Linked DNA regions of Sus scrofa: region 1 is linked to region 2. Evidence: chromatin contacts called from public HiChIP or PLAC-seq data. All regions are on one chromosome and are shown on one strand. The core of a region is the stretch at or near the end of the contact, and the rest is flanking DNA. Distances in the headings are between cores, read along the strand shown. Region 1 holds the start of THOC1 (THO complex subunit 1). Region 2 holds the start of COLEC12 (collectin-12).

What was found. HiChIP or PLAC-seq counts read pairs in DNA pulled down with a chosen protein or histone mark.
Region 1: a contact with region 2 is called in an H3K27ac HiChIP or PLAC-seq map of alveolar macrophages. The contact joins the promoter of THOC1 here to the promoter of COLEC12 in region 2. A contact is called at or near these places in 1 of 5 promoter capture datasets (fetal skeletal muscle), 5 of 47 Hi-C or Micro-C datasets (embryonic fibroblasts, epiblast stem cells, fetal skeletal muscle and 1 more) and 2 of 2 datasets of contacts at active chromatin or transcription factors (alveolar macrophages and skeletal muscle).

The regions. Positions count from the first base shown.
Region 1 is chr6:106,036,739-106,040,670 of Sscrofa11.1, forward strand. It overlaps THOC1 (THO complex subunit 1), which reads left to right and starts at 2,524. Exons shown (of 20, transcript XM_021096158.1): 1 at 2,524-3,932. The coding sequence starts at 3,784. LOC110261178 (a long non-coding RNA gene) reads right to left here and starts at 3,808. Exons shown (of 4, transcript XR_002345053.1): 1 at 3,382-3,808.
Region 2 is chr6:105,806,700-105,810,213 of Sscrofa11.1, forward strand. It overlaps COLEC12 (collectin-12), which reads left to right and starts at 1,458. Exons shown (of 10, transcript XM_021096156.1): 1 at 1,458-1,670. The coding sequence starts at 1,664.

The sequences.
Region 1 (3,932 bases), core at 1,274-3,773, 230 kb after region 2:
GCAATTGGAAAAAAAATCAATGGACAAATGCTCTCCTGCCCTTTTTGGGGGCAGGCAACTTTGAGGCACATGACCTACAGCTTCTCAAAAGACTCCACTGAAAATAAGATCCATTCACCCACAGTCACGCCCAATACTACACCGTACCTTTGCAATGGCTTTTCCTTCTCTGTTTTATTCTCTCTTGTTCCACTGCTTCCTTCAATCACTTTGCAAATAAGACACATATACACAAAACTTTGACTCTACTTCTGGGGGTAAACCATACTAAATCACGCCTCTTCCATCCCTCCCTAAACTTCCTAAGCTTAGTTGACCTAATTTGAGGTCTTAGAGTCATCATTATTACAGAAAAGGAATCCCACTTACCAGATCACTTCCTGGTCATGTAACAATAGGCTCATATTCACATCTACAGCCACTCTAGTCACACCTCACCCAAAAGGAGGCTTTGCTTTGCTGTGCATTCATAAGAAGGTCCACCACTGCTCAGAAGCAAAGTCCAACTGCAGATTTTACCTGACTCTTGGAAGGTAACAGAGATGTATACACCTGCTAGAACCTAAATTTCCAGCACAATGGATCATTTGAAAGTCAATCCACCTCATTCAGAACTTCAGAGGGGTGGCCCAGCCTCCTCTTTTGGAGACAGAGAAATGGAAACTAGGTAACTCACACAATTGCAGATAAAACCCACTTCAGCTCCTGCATTAATTGGGAGTCTTTGATGGCAAGTGAATGAAATCCAACTCCACCTAGAAGGTGATAATGAAGCTGTCATCTGACATGGAAAACCCAGAGATCAAAGTATTCTTCAGTGAATCTCTTTTCCTATCACTTTTTCATCTCTCTCTCTCCTCCCCAGCAGACATCTTCCAGAGGAGTCAGCACTACAGCATGGTCTGTAAGCTCTCCCTGCCTGCTCCTCTCCCTCCCTAGTACATCTCTTGCCCACTTAATCCTGTGTTGATGTCCGCTTCTCAATAGACTCAAACTAACTCAATCAAGACTTGCAGAAGCAACCCCAGGTAAGAATTTCTGAATAAATAATTAAGGTGCTTTCAGGAGAAACCAGTATAGGAGAGAAACAGGACAGGAAAGCGAAAGAAACCAAATGATAGGTCAATTTCAATCAAAATTTCTGCCCAACCCTTCAGGGAAGCAGGGCTCACCAAGGCAAGAAGTCACCCATCATTCTATTTCTAACCTTAAATTATGTTCATCTATGATGCTCCAATCAAGATCACCAAACAGAATTTTATCAAGAACACTAGATGATGGTAATGAAATAAAATAATAATACTGCATATATAACCTAATATTATATTTGTGCCTAGCAAATAGTAGGCACTCAACAAATAAGTAATGAATTGTACCATATTTACAATATAAAACGCTTGAAAACTGCCATCACCCTACTTAAAAAGGCAGCACCCACAGATTGTTTTCACGTAATTCCTCTTTTCCCCACAAAATATAAGTCCCAAAACTTACACAAAGTGCCAGCTCTCTTCCATTCTTCTTTTCAGTCCCATTTCTCCTAAGCCAAGAATCTCACTCTTGTTGCTCAACTTTGTCTCTCACACATCAGTTCCCTGTTAATATAATTCTTTCAATCCACTTAAACTACCTACAGAGAGAAAGGGACCTACAGATAGGGCCCAGAACTGGAACCACCAAAAGCCGCAACCCAACATTCTAACACGGCTGACTGGGGAGCCTGGAAAAGGATGTTTCCTTGGCCTGGGCCAGAGGATAAAGACCACAACAAAAGCAGACCAAGCTGCCCCTTGGTCGTCTTCTAGATCTCACCACTCCAATGGAAACTTGAATCCAGTGGACACACCAGAAGAGGAAGAAAGATGTGCTTAGAATCCATTTAAACATCCTTCCTAGAATTTCCCATGGAGGGTGTTTCCTAACAGCAAGGCATTCCCTGGCCCCTTTTACCTCGCTAGCGTAGGAGGAAAAAAGAGGTGCTCAGGAAATTTGAGTTTACATGTTATTGGATGTCTGCTCTTTGATGTTATTATTACATACTTCTTAAAAATATATATATTATTGACAATAAGATCCTTACCCTTATCTAATTATAAGGAAATGACTTATGAGGCCCATGGCTTGGGGAAGATTCATGGGTTAAGATTTGAGAAAAATACAGACTTTGGGCTTAAAGCTAGGGGTTCAAATCCCAAATTCAGCTTTCTCTAGCTATGTGATCTAGGTCAGAGGAGCCTATTTCCTCAAAGTGTTAACCATGTACAACGTTGTTGTAACTAGTAAAAATAATGCAGAAAAAGTGTCTGGCTGATAGGAGATACTCAATAAAACTTGGGCATTTCTTATGATGGTCTAACAGTGTGAAGCATACAAAAATTAATCTCTTATAGAGCTATTATGCAAATTACTCCTAATCAAAACTGTATACTGCAGTTTTTCATTTATGTTGGCCAGCACTCCTCAAAAAGGCAATTAAGCTGTATTACCTGGTCCATTCAATCATTTGTTCATTGATTACTCAAACAGATACTGTCCACTGTGTACAAAGTGCCCAACAGATGTGTGAATAAACCATTGTGTGACTAGGCTTTGACAGATGGATCAATAAACTCAAACTCTTCCTGTTTGGATTTTTGTAAAAAATAATTTTATTTATCTCTTAACTCTTAGTTACCTCCAGACAGTTAACAATCATCTATAATATACTAATCCTATTACATCAGCTACCTATTAAATTGCTTAGTCGCAGTTTATTTCGGCAATTTGGAAATTTAAGTTATACAACGGAACCTGAATGATTGATTCTGTTGATTCTAAAAAAAAAAAAAAATTTGCAACGCTCCGGGTAGCCATCAGTGTTCACAATTCCCACATTAGGGAGAAGATTATGCCAAGCTATCTTTTTGTTAGCATTCTGTATTCCCGCTGGAGTCAACGAAGGAAACGAGGTAAAGCTCGCCTAGCTTTACACCCATATGGAGGGAGACAAGAGCTGGTGTAAAGTTCCTTGTGTTTGGGTCAGCGTTTCTTTTCCCACTACAAAATTCCAACTGAATAAATTCCGGCCACTTGGCTTCTCATTGGCCAAGCAAGAGGGGACAAGGGAGCAAACTGCCGGGAAGCCAAGGTTTTGCAACCGCTGCCTTAATCCCCAACGCGGTGCCACCGGTTATCCAATCAGCGCCGAGTACCACATTCCTCCCCGAGGTTCCTCCTCCAGTAGAGACCTCTACGTAACAGCAAAGTCAGCTAATCCCCAAATATTCCTAATAATACTTACATTGCTACACAAGCCACACTTGCATTCATTATTTCACTCAAGCTCCTCAACGACCCAAGAATAGGGGTACTGTTTGTATTTCTCAGGAGAGGGGACTGCACCTGAGCTACAGATCCCAGGAGCTCCAGGGCCGATACGCAAATCCCGAGCTGTAACCACGCCTTCGAGAAGAACTGCGATCTGGCGGCTCAGGACCACTGCCGACACTTCCTCAGCCTGAAGCTTTCCGGGATAACCCACTTGCCTTGGATTCTCAGGCAGTAGTTACCCTCCCTCGCGGCCCACTGAGCCGATAACCTGACGCATTCACCCATCCTCCCCAAACCTGGAAAACCACTGTCAAGTGTGCGTCCTTGCCAGCAACGCGCAGCTCTTACAAGACGAGGCCTCGAATCTGCCGTCACTCTAAGGGTCACCCACGAACCCGGATCAAGCACTGAGTGGCCGACTCAGGCTTCCCACGCCCGCCCGACCGCGGTCACCACAATTGTTCCCATTAACAAATGGGCCCAGCCCTGAACGTAGAGGCCGCTCTATCCTCTCACGGAGCCAGCCCTCTCGTTGCTCCTTACCTGACGTCATCGTCAGGCGCCGCGGCGCGGTGGCGGGCACGCGCAGCCGAGAAGATGTCGCCGACGCCGCCGCTTTTCAG
Region 2 (3,514 bases), core at 208-2,707:
ATCTCTGGAGTAATCTTCAGGGACCCTATAGTTTCACCAACACCCCCCCCAAAGTGAAAAAACTGCGTTTTCATCTTTTTCTTTGCCAGTCATGGACAAGTTTCCCCCTAATGTTCAAAACAGAAAGCTTTTGGAATGGAGAGTCTGTGAAATATTTTAGAATGTATTCATTTCTGGGCACTGCCTTTTACTAGAGCAGAGCGTTCCCTGTTTACAATGAATCAATGGGCTGGTGACACCCTGTTACCAAGTCTTCAGGAGTGGAAATCTGAAAAGCTGTGACCACTGCCCAGCCAGAACTGTATAGTTTTTGGTGCGCTAGCAAGCGCACAAGTCTTTTATTTCTTTTTTTTTTTTTTTTTGTCTTTTTGCTATTTCTTGGGCCGCTCCCGCGGCATATGGAGGTTCCCAGGCTAGGGGTCCAATTGGAGCTGTAGCCACCGGCCTACGCCAGAGCCACAGCAACACGGAATCCGAGCCGCGTCTGCAACCTACACCAGAGCTCACGGCAATGCCGGATCGATAACCCACTGAGCAAGGGCAGGGACTGAACCGGCAACCTCATGGTTCTTGGTCGGATTCGTTAATCACTGCGCCACGACGGGAACTCCCTTTTTTTATTTCTTCATTGAAGGAAGTTCCTCCACACTTCCCTCCTCCCGCTCCCCCGCACCCCAACTCCACTCATCACTTAGCTTTTGCAGTTAAAGCACCAAAGCAATGGGTCTGCTTAGGAGAGTTTCTGAAAGGAATGATAAACACAGAGAAGCAACATGATGAGCCACAATGAAAAGCACTCATTATGAAGCCGCTCAACAGCCCAGCCTCCTTTCCTAGTAAAACTGGCGTCAACCTGGTCTTTTCAGGGGCTGTGGGTGGGAGGAAGACTTTTCTAACCAAGGGGAGTGTGGTGGGTCTGTTCGTCTCTCTCTTCTTGAAGTCCAGCAGTTATAATCCTGCTCCGAATTCTTCAGGGAGAGCATCTAATGGTGACTGCGGATTCAGCGACAGCTCTTCCCGGGAGACAGTGAGCACGATTCCTTGTGCCCCTTTGAGCATCAACAAGCGCACTTGGAAACTTCGAGCCCCAGGACGTTCGCGCCCCTCTTTGATCCTCTAACCCTCCGTGCCCAGAGCCGTTTGGGGACGGGAAGAGCTAACTTTGTGCCCCCGTGACGCTGCTGCTCCTAGTCCTCTCCACACTCTAGGTAGTCTGGAGTCTAGAAACAAGCCCAGCCGCAGCATGTTCTGCCCACCCCGAGGGTGAGCGCTGACCACCCTGGAAGACGCTTTCCTCCGACGTCGCCCCGCTTCTGGTCTAACGCTAAAAAGAGGGAGCCTGCGAGCTGCGGCGGGGCAGGGGCGGACGCCGACCTGCGGGCGGGGCGCGCGCGGGAGGGCGCGAGGGGGGCGTGGGCGCGGCGGCTCGCGCGCCCCGGCGGCCGGGCCAGGGGAGGGGCGCTGGCGGGAGCGGCGCCTCCCGCCCGGGGTGAGCGGCGCGCGCGGCGGCCCAGCGGCACAGAGCGCGGAGCGGGAAGGGAGGGCTGGAGCGCAGACGGCCGACGCGCGGGGGCTGCCATGGGCGCGCACTGACCCGCTGCTCAGCGCGAACTTCCTTGGCGGCGCGGAGCTCCCCGGCTGGCGGTGCGTCTCCTCCGTCACCATGAAAGGTAGGGCGGGCTCCTGGGCGCGAGGAAAGCGGCAGAGGTGCATCCTGCGCGGACTTTCTCTGCGCGTAGTCCTGGGGGAGACCCGGCGCCCACTTTGTGCGCGCACCCTTGGGGCGCCCCCGGCCCCTAAGGGCTCGGGAGTTGGGTACCGACGGAGACCTAGAGGTTGGGGTTTTGAAGCGTGCAAGTATTCCCTTCTGCATAGTGTCTGCAAAGTAGTTTGAAGCCCCAAGTCATTGTTTACAGATTCCAGTTCCCAACTTTTTATTGAAAAAATATACCCAGGAGAGTGGCGGCACCATCATGCACCTCCCCACCCCCCCACCCCGCGCCAGTCCGTTCTCGGCTCTGCAGCCCTACCGGCTCTCTTCAGGGTCCTCTCTCCTCCCCGCTGTTGCCGTTTCCCTAACCCAGAAGTGAACGGGCTGCCGGCCGGGTGTTTTTTCTGGGACTCGGGGATGTTCTCGGTGCGCCCTCCCCACATCTGGCAATGATTAGGTGCCCGAGGAGTTCATCTAGCTCGGGGAGTGAGTTTGGTTGGCATCTTTCGCCATCAGACCCACTGACTGGAAAATAACGCCTTCGGTTCCGCGTCCTTTCCATGTGCCGCCTCCGGAGTTGTGCCCACGTGTGTTCAGGGGTGACAGAGTCACCTCATTAATCGTCGCCCGGGCGGTGTCCTCTGCAGGTCGGTTTTGGGGACGTGTCAGATGTTATCGTACCTTTAAACGCAATCGCGAGGAGAAGGGCTTCGCAGGGCCGCCGTCTAAACGTAAAAACACGAAGATTTTTCAGCAGAATCCAGATTTATATGCGAGATAAATCATCACAGCAGAGGCATCCAAGGGGATCGTTTGGGGATGGGCCGGCGAGGTGTTTACACAAGACTGGAGTCCTGGTCTTGGGCTAGGGTAACACTTTTAAGTCCCCGCGCTGGACGGGAGTGAGGGGGCTGGGTGCTAAATGCCATCTGACCGCAGGGACTGAGTTTCAAGCCACCAGAGACCACGCGATGCGACCGCTTTGACTTGCAAGCGTTGCGCCCCAGGAGCCTCGCAGACTTGAAGAGTAACTTTTGGCTCTGGGTTCCTCTGGAAGGCAGTTCACACTAAACACTCCGGAGCAATAATGTCTTACCAATTAGTTCTCCTTTCAAGGGAGTCCTGTGTCCTCCTCTGGAGACCCTGAGAAGGTGGAAAGGGGCCCACCCGAGGGCTAGAGAAACAAAAGACGTGATGTACACTCTGGCTCAAGAATTGCAAAACACCTTGGCTTGTTTTCCTTCTTTCTCCACCTCAGTTTCTCTTTGCTCAATTACATTCTAGGAAACTCTCACACTTTCTTTGCTTAGCGCTGATTGAAGGATCCTCCCAGAAAGGAAAGTGTTCCTGTGGCTAAACATTACTCTGGGGCTCAGTTACTATCATTTTTAGCCAGAAGTTAATCTTCTCATTGCTGGTTACTGTGGCCAGTAGATTTTTGAACTCTTGGCAAGATAAGCCAGCTACTCATTTCATCAGCTCCCATGTGGATTCCTAAACCTTGAAAATCTTGTTATGCTTTTGACTGGGTCAATGACTGTTATTGCATTTTGGGGTATTTTTCACTGTTAATTCAAATCTGCAATGGAAAAACACACCTACAAGTCTAAACATAGTTTTTGTGAAATTTACACTGCATTCTGGACCAGCTTGCAGACCTCCTGGAGAAGGCTCATTGCTTACCCGCTCTGGTCTGGGCACTGTGGAAAAGGCCCCACTTACCTTCTGTCTCAGTGGGAGAGAGGTCGGAGGGACTGGTGAGCCCCGGGGTAAACTAGTCACTTTTAAGCCTCTTTTAAAACA